Regions from separate parts of the Sus scrofa genome. Here region 2 is linked to region 1. A link is a contact called in public HiChIP or PLAC-seq data. All regions are on one chromosome and are shown on one strand. The core of a region is the stretch at or near the end of the contact, and the rest is flanking DNA. Distances in the headings are between cores, read along the strand shown.

The links. HiChIP or PLAC-seq counts read pairs in DNA pulled down with a chosen protein or histone mark.
Region 2: an H3K27ac HiChIP or PLAC-seq map of skeletal muscle shows a contact between it and region 1. The contact joins two enhancer-like sites. A contact is called at or near these places in 1 of 5 promoter capture datasets (liver), 19 of 47 Hi-C or Micro-C datasets (adipose tissue, alveolar macrophages, brain and 11 more) and 1 of 2 datasets of contacts at active chromatin or transcription factors (skeletal muscle).

Annotation. Positions count from the first base shown.
Region 1 is chr2:9,229,155-9,234,337 of Sscrofa11.1, forward strand. No RefSeq gene overlaps it. Among named protein-coding and RNA genes, the nearest start is that of AHNAK, 45 kb to the left of the region's middle. Within about 2 kb of position 2,692, at least 32 of the 83 cell types and tissues checked have an H3K27ac peak or open chromatin away from gene starts, as enhancers often do. A contact at or near this core is called in adipose tissue, retroperitoneal adipose tissue, skeletal muscle and 1 more, where this site is marked.
Region 2 is chr2:9,284,701-9,289,883 of Sscrofa11.1, forward strand. It overlaps LOC102164954 (a long non-coding RNA gene), which reads left to right. Exons shown (of 2, transcript XR_002341467.1): 2 at 2,438-2,758. Among named protein-coding and RNA genes, the nearest start is that of SCGB1A1, 15 kb to the right of the region's middle. Within about 2 kb of position 2,126, at least 11 of the 83 cell types and tissues checked have an H3K27ac peak or open chromatin away from gene starts, as enhancers often do. A contact at or near this core is called in adipose tissue, retroperitoneal adipose tissue, skeletal muscle and 1 more, where this site is marked.

The sequences.
Region 1 (5,183 bases), core at 1,442-3,941:
AGACTTTGGGTAAAAACAGACCAACAAAACCCCACAAAATGAAATCCCAAGCAAACAAAAGAAGCGAATACCAGAACTGATTCCTAATAAGTTATTACGCAAATTGTCCAAAGCAGCTGCTCTCCTTGACCTGTTGGTGAGTCTGGCTTCAGCAAAGGATGGAAAGTTGGCAAACTTCAAACACTTTCTCAGCAGGTAGGGACTGCCTTGAGGTGGAAAAGGAAGTCAAGCAAAAGCTTAGAGACTCAGTCTCATGATAACCTATAATGGAAAAGAATTTGGAAAAGAATATATAGGTATATCTCTCTTTATGTGAATCCCCTTGCTGTACGCCTGAAACGGACCCAACGTGGTAAATTAATTATACTTCGATTTAAAAAATTAAAAAAAAAAAACAAAACCCTTGGAGATTCAGAAGGTGAAGAGCTGATCTAAGAAATATGGGGTGGCGGCTGCAGAGGGGGTGCTGAGTGGGGAAGAGACCTGCCAGGGTTTGGTGGAAGATGAAGGTGGGCCTGAGTGGGTTGGAGATGATACCCCCAGAATTACCGCAGAGACTGGATGGCCAAGAATGGAGGGTAGAGGAGGAGGGGGCTTCCCAAATCCGATTGGTTTGGCCCCAAATAACGATTGGCATCTGAAATGTCACTTAAATCTGGGAAGTGTGACTTTTGATTCTTTCATTCCCAATTGCTTAATTTATTTTATTTATTTCTTTTTTGGCTGCCTGAGGCATGTGGAGTGCCTAGGCCAGGGGCAGATTTGAGCCTTAGCTACGGCAACTCCAGATCCTTTACCCACTGTGCTCGGCTGGAGATGGCACGTAGGTCCCAGTGCTCCAAAGATGCTGCCGATCCACAGTGGGAACTCCTATTTTATTTTTTATTAATTAAAAAAATGGCATCTTTCTGATGAGATTCTGATACCCCATCCAGGCTTTGTTTTTATTTATTTATTTATTTATTTTTGTCTTTTTGCCATTTCTTGGGCCGCTCCCTCGGCATATGGAGGTTCCCAGGCTAGGGGTCCAATCGGAGCTGTAGCCGCCGGCCTACACCAGAGCCACAGCAACGCGGGATCCGAGCCGCGTCTGCAACCTACACCACAGCTCACGGCAACGCCGGATCATTAACCCACTGAGCAAGGGCAGGGACTGAACCCGCAACCTCATGGCTCCTAGTTGGATTCGTTAACCACTGCGCCACGACGGGAACTCCCAGGCTTTGTTTTATTAAGTAGTATAGGTGTTCCCACTGTGGTGCAGTGGGCTAAGAATCTGACTGCAGCAGCTTGAGTTGCTGTGGAGGCTCGGGTTCGATTCCCAGCTGGTGCAGCGGGGTAAAGGGTCTTATGCTGCTTCGGCAGCTTATGCCCGGATTCATTCCTTAGCTTGGGAACTCCCATATGCTGTGGGTGTAGCCATTAAAAAAAAAAAAGTACAAAGAAAGGACCTTTATCTGTCCTCCTCCCTCCCTTCCTTTCTAGTGAGATTTATGACCAGAAACCCCGGCCAGGATGTGCACACTTGTGTTTTCTCTTTGAAGCAAGGTGGGGCTGACCTGCTCTCTGTGGCAGCTTGCCAGCCCTTGCTCCCTGGCTGTTCTCCTTTTTGAGCTGGACAGACACAGTGACAGTGGCCCCTTTGCCAGTGCAGAGTGTTGCAGAATGAGACAAAGCCTTTGTGTATTTTGCTGGGAAGCACTTGGCTGTGAAATAGGGACACGTGAGCAGAGGAAAATGTGTGGGGACTGAGCACGTGACACTCACATTCACGCCTTGCGGGGTGTTTTCCATCTTTCTTTGAGGACTGGGTGAGACTGGGGTTTGGCAAATGTGTTTCTCTTTCTCAGCTTTGGGCAAAGACTTTCTAGATCCGGGAAAAAAAGAAAAAGAAAAAGAAAAAAAAGAAAAAGAAAAGCAAGCAAGCAAGCAGGAGTTCTCATTGTGGCTCAGTGGGGTAAGAACCCAACTAGTATCCATGAGGATGAAGGTTCGAGTCCTCAATTTGATCCACGGCCTCGCTCAGCAGGTTAAGGATCTGGCGTTGCCTCCAGCTGCAGTGTAGGTCACAGATGCAGCTCAAATCTGGCGTTGCTGTGGCTGTGGTATAGGCTGGCAGCTGTAGCTCCAATCTGACCCTTAGCCTGGGAACCTCCATATACCGCAAGTGGGGCCCTGAAAAGAAAAAAAAAATCAGATTTGGAGGCATTGCGATCAGAAATCTCCTGGGGAAGTGGGTATGGAATTATGTGTTTTAAAGTGATTGGAGTTCCCTGGTGGCCTAGGGGTTAAGGATCCACCAGGGTCACTGCTGTGACTCGGGAACTTCCGCATACCGCGGACGAAGCCCAAAAAAAAAAACACAGTGATGCCATGTATTTGAGCAATGTCCACCTACAACTGCCAAGAGAGAACAGCATTGCCAGCAAAGGCAGCTGACCCAGGGGCCCTGGGCTGGTTTCTTGTCCACGGGAAACAGGCTCCTGAGCTGGGAAGGACTTTCCAGCTGAGGGTGAGATGAAAGGAGGATTTACGATGGGACCTGGTGGGTCAGGAATCTCCCGGTGGATTCTCTGAGTCAAAGTGGAAAAGAAATGAAGTGGAAGTGGCTCTTTAGCTTGATATCCACTCTGGGCAGCTGGGCTTGGCAGTTGCAAACCCGCTTGGATCTTATAAATCATCGGAGCTCTGCAGAGCTGCTCACACCACCCTGTGTGTCTCGCTGTCAGGCTCTCTGAGGGACAGCACGTAGGTTTGAGAAGAACAGGTTCAAACTTGACCTTGATCTTCAACAGAGCCCGTCTTCCTTAGCAAACATGACTTTCCAGGCCAATCAGATTACCTCTGCCTGTCAGCAGCCGTGTGAACTGGCATCGCAGAGAAGCTGGCTGGGCCGGGTGCCGGTGGGGCAGTCCAGAGCTTAAGAGAGATAATTGAAGGCCTGAAATCTCTCCCTCACTGGCCTGTCAAGACTATCTGTGATCTCACGATTATTGAGTCATTCCTTTGTGTGTACCATGGGGCCGCCTTCCTGCCATCCTTCTGTAAATGCAGGTTGGTCTGGGATCTAGGATTTCCTTAACTCTCTCCCCTTAAACCATGTATTGAATTTCTTGAGTAAACCATAAATTCAATTGCACTTTTTCTTCTCCCAGTTGTATCGACATAGAACGTTGTATTAGTTTTAGGTGTACCAAATCATCGTTTGATCTGTGCATATATTGCAAAATAATTACTGTGGTCATCATTTAACCTCAGTTCTGCTTTTTCATGTTGGGCCTCTCGAGTCACATCGCCTACCCTATACTCTGTTCTTTTTTTTTTTTTTTTTTTTCCTTTTTTCTTTTTCTTTTTAGGGCCGTACCTGCAGCATGTGGAAGTTCCCAGGCTAGGGGTCAAGTTGGAGTTGCAGCTGCCGGCCTACCTCACAGTTGCGGCCGGGCAGGATTTGAGCCTCATTTGCAACCTACACTGCCCTCACAGCAATGCCCCAGGGCAAGGCCAGGGATGGAACCCGCATCCTCATGGATACTAGTCCCATTTGTTCCCACAGCGGGAAGCTCCCTTATTCCCTAGCCTTTTCAGCTTAGACAGGAAGCAAAGTGGAGGCCAGGTGGCCTGGTGTTGGGGACAGAGAGGTGAAAGGAGGGACGGGGGAATGCTGGGGAACATTGCTGGCTCTTCCACCAGCTCCTTTTCTCTCTAATCTCACTTCCTCCCACTCACTTTCCTCTCTCTGTCTGTCCCTGTGTCCTCCTACCCCTTGGCTCTCGGCCATTGTCATTCTTTGTGGCTCCATGCAGGAAGGGAACTCTCGTTGGTTGCTCCGAGGAGCCGGACCAGAGCCTGGCGCTTGGCTGTACCATTTCCTCCTTCCGCACTTTGTTCTCAAGCCACATCCATGAAGCCTGGGGAGTGGCATGGGCGCTGCCCAACTACAGACACCCCAACTTGTGTAGCTGGATGGAGCGGGCACGGAGAGGGTAGTGAGGGGCCAGCCTGATGTTATGGGCCTGCACTAAAGCCTCAACCCATTCCTACCTCTTCCTCTTCCCCTGGCCTAGAGGAGATTGCCAGCACCCATCTATGTCATGCTCCTGCCTCTGGCACTTTTTTTTTTTTTTTTTTTTTTTGCTTTTTAGGGCTGTCCCTGTAGCATATGGAAGTTCCCCGGCTAGGGATGAGTTGGAGCTACAGGTGCCAGCCTATGCCACAGCCACAGCAACATAGGATCCGAGCCACGTCTGCGACCTACACCACAGCTCACAGCAACGCTGGATCCTTAACCCACTGAGGAAGGCCAGGGAGGCCAGGGATCAAACCTGCATCCTCATGGATACTGGTCAGTTTCATTACCGCTGAGCCACAGTGGGAACTCCCCTCTGGGCATATTTTATCAACTCCTGCCTCTCTCCCAGAGGCCCTCCCCAGCAAAATGAGATGATACCATAAACTGCCTTGGAATATAAACTCCATGAAGCCCGATTTTGAAAATCCTTTAATTTATTTAATTAATTTTATTGAAGTATAGTTGATTTACATAGTGTTAGTTTCAGGGGTACAGCAGAGTGATTCAGTTATCTATCTGTCTATCCATCATCTTTTTTTTTTTTTTAGGTTCTTTTCCCTGATAGGTTATTTCAAAGCATTGAGTGTAGATTGAGCATCCTTGTGCTATGCAGTAGATCTTTGTTGGTTACCTATTTTGTGTATAGTTGTGTGTGTGTTAATCCCCAACTTCTTATTTATCCCCCCCACACACTTTTCCCTTTGATAACAATAAGGTTGTGTTCTATGTCTGTGGGTCTGCTTCTATTGTGTAAATAAGTTCTTTTATAGATTTTTTTTTAGATTACACATAGAAGTGATATCAAAATAATTTGTTTTTGTTTGGCTTATCTCACTTAGTATGATAAGCTCTAGGACCATCCATGTTGCTGCAATTGGCATTATTTCATTCTTTTTTATGCCCGAGTAGTATTCCAGTGTGTGTGTGTATGTGTGTGTGTGTGTATGCATCTTCTTTATCCATTCACCTGTCAATGGACATTTAGGTTGCTTCCATGTCTTGGCTGCTGTGAATAGTGCTTCTATGAACATTGAGGTGTATATATCTTTTCGAATTATAGTTTTGTCCAGATATTTGCCCAAAGGTGGGATGAAGGCACAGATTTGTAATATTC
Region 2 (5,183 bases), core at 876-3,375, 55 kb after region 1:
GCTCTTGCCACAAGGCTTAGGATCTCAGAATGGTTCTTGCCGCAGCCTCAGAGCTTCCTGTTTTGCCTGCTACTCTCCCCAAGCACAGAAGCCTTAGAGATCAGAGAACTTCATCATATATCCCGAGAGTCCAGGAACTCAGATCCCTCTACCGTCTTTATTTATTTAATTTATTTTTTTCTCTTTTCTAGGGCCACACCCGCGGCCTGTGGAGGTTCCCAGGCTAGGGGTCGAATCAGAGCTGTAGCCGCCAGCCTACACCAGAGTGCACGGCAACGCCGGATCCTTAACCCACTGAGCAAGGCCAGGGATCGAACCTGAAACCTCATGGTTCCTAGTCTGATTTGTTAACCACTGAGCTACAACAGGAACTCCCTCTACTGTCTATTAAAAAAAAAAAAAAAAAAAAAAAAAAAAAGAGAGAGAGAGAGAGAGAGAACATGTAGAATGGGGAACCCACCCCCTTATGCATCCTTTCCAAAAATTTGTTCCGACCAAAGGAACTCGTGGTTTCCTACCCACCCTGTTCATCCTAACTGTTCTGTGCTGTAAATTCTCTGAGAATGAAGCCGTGAGGACTGGCTACAGCTGTCACTGTCGTGAGCCAAAGCTCAACGCCAGCTCTGTTCCTCTGAAACTGCGAGGCTCTCGGGAAGTCAGTTTCTCAAAGCCCTTGTTTCCTGGTTTGTACAAAGGGGCCCGTGATCCTTACCTTGCACTCTCATTGTGAGGATGGGTGAGGTCGAACGTAGGACATGCTCAGCTCAGTGTCAGCCTCCAAGCCAGGGTGGTAGAGAAATGTCACCTTTTCTTGATGCTCCATTCTTTCTAAGCCTCTTAAAGAGGCTTAGCATCTTGCTTCTCTAGGTCATTCAACACAGGTTTGAAAAAAAAAAGTGGAGGAGTTCCCCTGTGGCTCAATGGAAATGAACGGTATCCATGAGGATGCAGGTTCCATCTCTGGCCCTGCTCGGTGGGTTAAGGATCTGGTGTTGCCAGGAGCTGTGGTGTAGGTCACAGATGCAGCTCGGATCGAGACTTGCTGTGGCTGTGCTTTAGGTCAGCAGCTGCAGCTCCAATTCGACCCCTGGCGTGGGAACCTCCATAGGCCGAGGGTGCGACCCTTAAAAAAAAAAAAAAAAAAAAAAAAGTACGGGAGTTCCCGTTGTGGCGCAGTGGTTAACGAATCCGACTAGGAACCATGAGGTTGCAGGTTCGATCCCTGGCCTTGCTCAGTGAGTTAACGATCCGGCGTCGCCGTGAGCTGTGGTGTAGGTTGCAGTCGCGGCTCGGATCCTGCGTTGTTGTGGCTCTGGCGTAGGCTGGTGGCTACGGCTCCGATTAGACCCCTAGCCTGGGAATCTCCATATGCCCAAGAAATAGCAAAAAGACAAAAAAAAAAAAAAAAAAAAAAAAAGTAATGCTAATGATTTCTTCACAAAGTGGAGATGCAGAAGGAAGGGGGCAAAATTTCAGGGCTTGAGTGTCAGAGGGGGTGGGGGGTTATTTTCCACTGGATCGGTTGGTGAGAAGGTATTATTTGTATGAACCTTCAAAACATGGGTAGGACGTGGTCCCAGAGCAGAGACCACGAAGGTCATCCTAAATTGGGGGAGGGGAGTGGTACCCTGCGAGCAAAGATGGGGGTTGGGAAAGGTGAGCCTGCCATTCTGGTGGGTGCCTAAGCTTTTTGTGGAGACAAGTGGGAGCTCAGGCTGGAACGGAAGATGAGGTCCCGCCCTGAAAGCTGGACATTTTCTGTAGGAACGGAAACATTATGGAACGGGGGAGGCCTAAGAGGAAGTGGGGTGGCGGACCCACGTGGGAGGTGAAAGCGACTCGGCCAGGAAGCCAGTGAGGAGAGGAAGGTGCGGGTCCAGGCGGAGATGCCTTGGGTGGCACCTTGGGGCGGGGAGGTGGTGGGGGGACGGAAGGAAGATGCAGGGAGCTGAAAGGTGGGTGAAGGACTCAGGAGCCAATCTTCTGAGTTTAGAAGCGGGGAGAAGGTCAGTTTGGAGATGAGGAGGAGAGATTCCTTGATGGCTGAGACTAGAGGGCGTGCCTCTCATCCCGCTCCAGTTCGTCACCTCCTGCAGCCTGTCACTGGCACGTTCTCAAGAACACACTGTCCCTTCTGGCCTCAGACTCGCACGGGGCACCCAAAGGGCAGACCCTGGCTTTTCTGCAAGCTTCCTTTCCACCCCTGCCACATAGGAACCCACAGAGGGAGGCGTGTCAAGACCCAAACAGATCCCATGGGGGCCTCGTTTCCAGATGGACCCCTCCCAAAGGCGGGGATTTGGTTGCGTTGCTCTTCCAGCTGATGGGTGCACTCCACCCCCCCAACCTGTGCAAAGTCGACGCCAGGCTTCCCGATTTTATGGAGCGATGCAAAAAGTGTTTTGAATAAAATCCACTTGTTATTGTTGTTTTACAGGGCTGTAGCCGAGGCCAGGAAGAAATCCGCCCCCTCCGAAGGTTGTTTTTGTGACCGTTCTTTGGAGCATTGTTCTAAAAATGGGAAATTACAGCCTGCCGTGCCAAGGGAAACAAACACCTGCAGTTAAAGGAATACCTTCCATGAGGTGGTTTTTAGAGCCCCAGCCAGTTCTGGATGCAGAGCTGCTGCACAGGGCCTTTTTGCTGCGTTTCTTCACTTCTAAGGGGATGGGGCTTGGAAGCTGGGTGGGCTTTGGCGAGGATGGGGCTCAGGCGGTGGTCCTTCACTTAGTCATTCAATAAACATCTATCGAGCATCCGTTACGGGTCAGCCTTGGTGGTTTTCATACTCCCCTCCCTGGCGTTGTTAAAATCCCTGGGAGAGCTGGCTATGGGCAGGCGACTTTCGGACACAGATTTTCAGGGCTGGTAACTGACCCCTGCGCCCAGACAATGGGGAGCCTGCAGAATGTCAGCTCATTCTCTTCTGCTTTTCCTTTCTCGCTCCCTCTTTCTTCCCTCCCTCCCTCCTTCCTTTCTCCTTCTTCATTAGTCTACAAAAATAAAACGACTATTTCAACACGCCAGTTAATACATTTTTTTTTTTTTTTGACCACACTTGTGGCATATGGAAGTTCCTGGGTCAGGGGTTGAACCTGTGCCACAGCAGCAACATGAGCCGCTGCAGTGACAATGCTGGATCCTTAACCCAAGAGAGAACTCCGATATTTTTCTTTTCTTATCTTTTTAGGGCCTATACCACAGCCACAGCAACACGGGATCCAAGCCCTCTCAGTGCCCTCCACCACAGCTCACCACAATGCCAGATCCTTAACCCAAGGATCGAGGCCAGGGATTGAACCTGCATCCTCCTGGATAATAGTTGGGTTCATTTCCACTAAGCTATGACGGGAACTCCCTAATACATTTTTCTTTCTTTCTTTCTTTTCTTTTTTTTTTTTTTTTTTTTTTTTGTATTTTTGCTTTTTCTAGGGCCGCTCCCGCGGCATATGGAGGTTCCCAGGCTAGGGGTTGAATCAGAGCTGTAGTCACCGGCCCGCACCAGAGCCACAACAATGCGGGATCCCGAGTCGAGTCCGCAACCTACACCCCAGCTCACGGCAACGCCGGATCCTTAACCCACTGAGCAAGGCCAGGGATCGAACCTGAAACCTCGTGGTTCCTAGTCGGATTCGTTAACCACTGCGCCATGCCGGGAACTCCTCCTAATACATTTCTTTAGGCAAAGGATTTTTCAAAGTTTCTGGTCACTGGAGTACAGTCTGAAATTCTTGTCTATGGTGTTAGATATCCAAAGATACTTTTTAGGTTATCAGGTGAATATTTAACATTTATCAATATTGATATAATTGCAAAATAATCAGGTCTGGAAATTTATGGATCGTGAAAGGAAGACTTTTCTGATGAATTTGTGGTTTCAAAGAATCCAGTTTCAGAAGCTGATCTCATCTTTATGAGAAGAAAGAAGGGAATAATGGGAGACAATGAGTTTCTAACTTTTTGAATGTGTTGGCTTGAGGAGAACTCCCTGCCTCGAAGTGCTTGCCTTCCTCTGGTGGGCTGGCCAGGGAGTGGTGGCAGATTTTTTGGGAAGCAGGGTTATTTCCCTGGGACCACTTGGTTCCTGATGTGATCCCACCTGGAAGAAGAGAGATGGAGTCAAAAAGGTTCTCGCAGTTCCCGTCGTGGCACAGCAGAAATGAACCTGACTAGGAACCATGAGGATGCGGGTTCAATCCCTGGCCTCGCTCAGTGGGTTGGGGATCTGGCGTTGCCGTGAGCTGTGGTGTAGGTTGCAGACGCGGCTCAGATCTGGCGTTGCTGAGGCTCTGGTGGAGGCTGGCAGCTACAGCTCTGATTGGACCCCCAGCCTGGGAACTTCCACATGTCCTGGGTGTGGCCCTGAAAAGACAAAAAAAAAAAAAAAAAAAGGAAGAAAGAAAGAAAAAGCAACAGGCAATAAATCTATGCGGTTCTGACCTCCAGACTATACTGTGTACCTTCCCAAAGTCACCTGAGGCCCCACGCTCCATCCTCCATACCCAATGCAGTGTTTGGGACATACTTAAAAAAAAAAAGATTCCTTATTTATCTAAAATTCAAAATTAATCCAGCATCTGGTATTATCATCTGCTAAACTGGCAACTTTAAGATTCCTTCAAGACCCAGGTTTCGGGCTCCCCCACCCCCACTGCCTGTCATGCCCAAGGACCCGGGACTCTCGCTGCCACCCCCACCACCCATCACACCTAATCCAGGCTCTGTCATGGGCTTATGTCACTGAGGCATGTTCGCTCGTATCTGTTTCATTCTCTAGCAAGGGAGCCCCACGGAGGCATGATCCAAACACTTGCTCTCTTGCCTCTCAATGAAGGACAATTAAAATATCCAGTAAGCAGCAGGCAAACACATTGCTCAGCTGTGAGTCCGAGCTCCCTCTTAGCAGGCTGAGACTTTCGAGTCTCTCGGGGATAAGTTGAGACCCGTGTGGAACCTGAGATGGTGGATTAAGTGTGTTGCAGGACTAGAGAACCTTTTTTTTTTTTGCCATGTCTTGGGCCGCTCCCGCGGCATATGGAGGTTCCCAGGCTAGGGGTCTAATCAGAGCTGTAGCCGCCAGCCTACACCAAAGCCACAGCCACACGGGATCCGAACCACGTCTGTGACCTACACCACAGCTCATGGCAACACTGGATCCTTAACCCACTGAGCAAGGCCAGGGA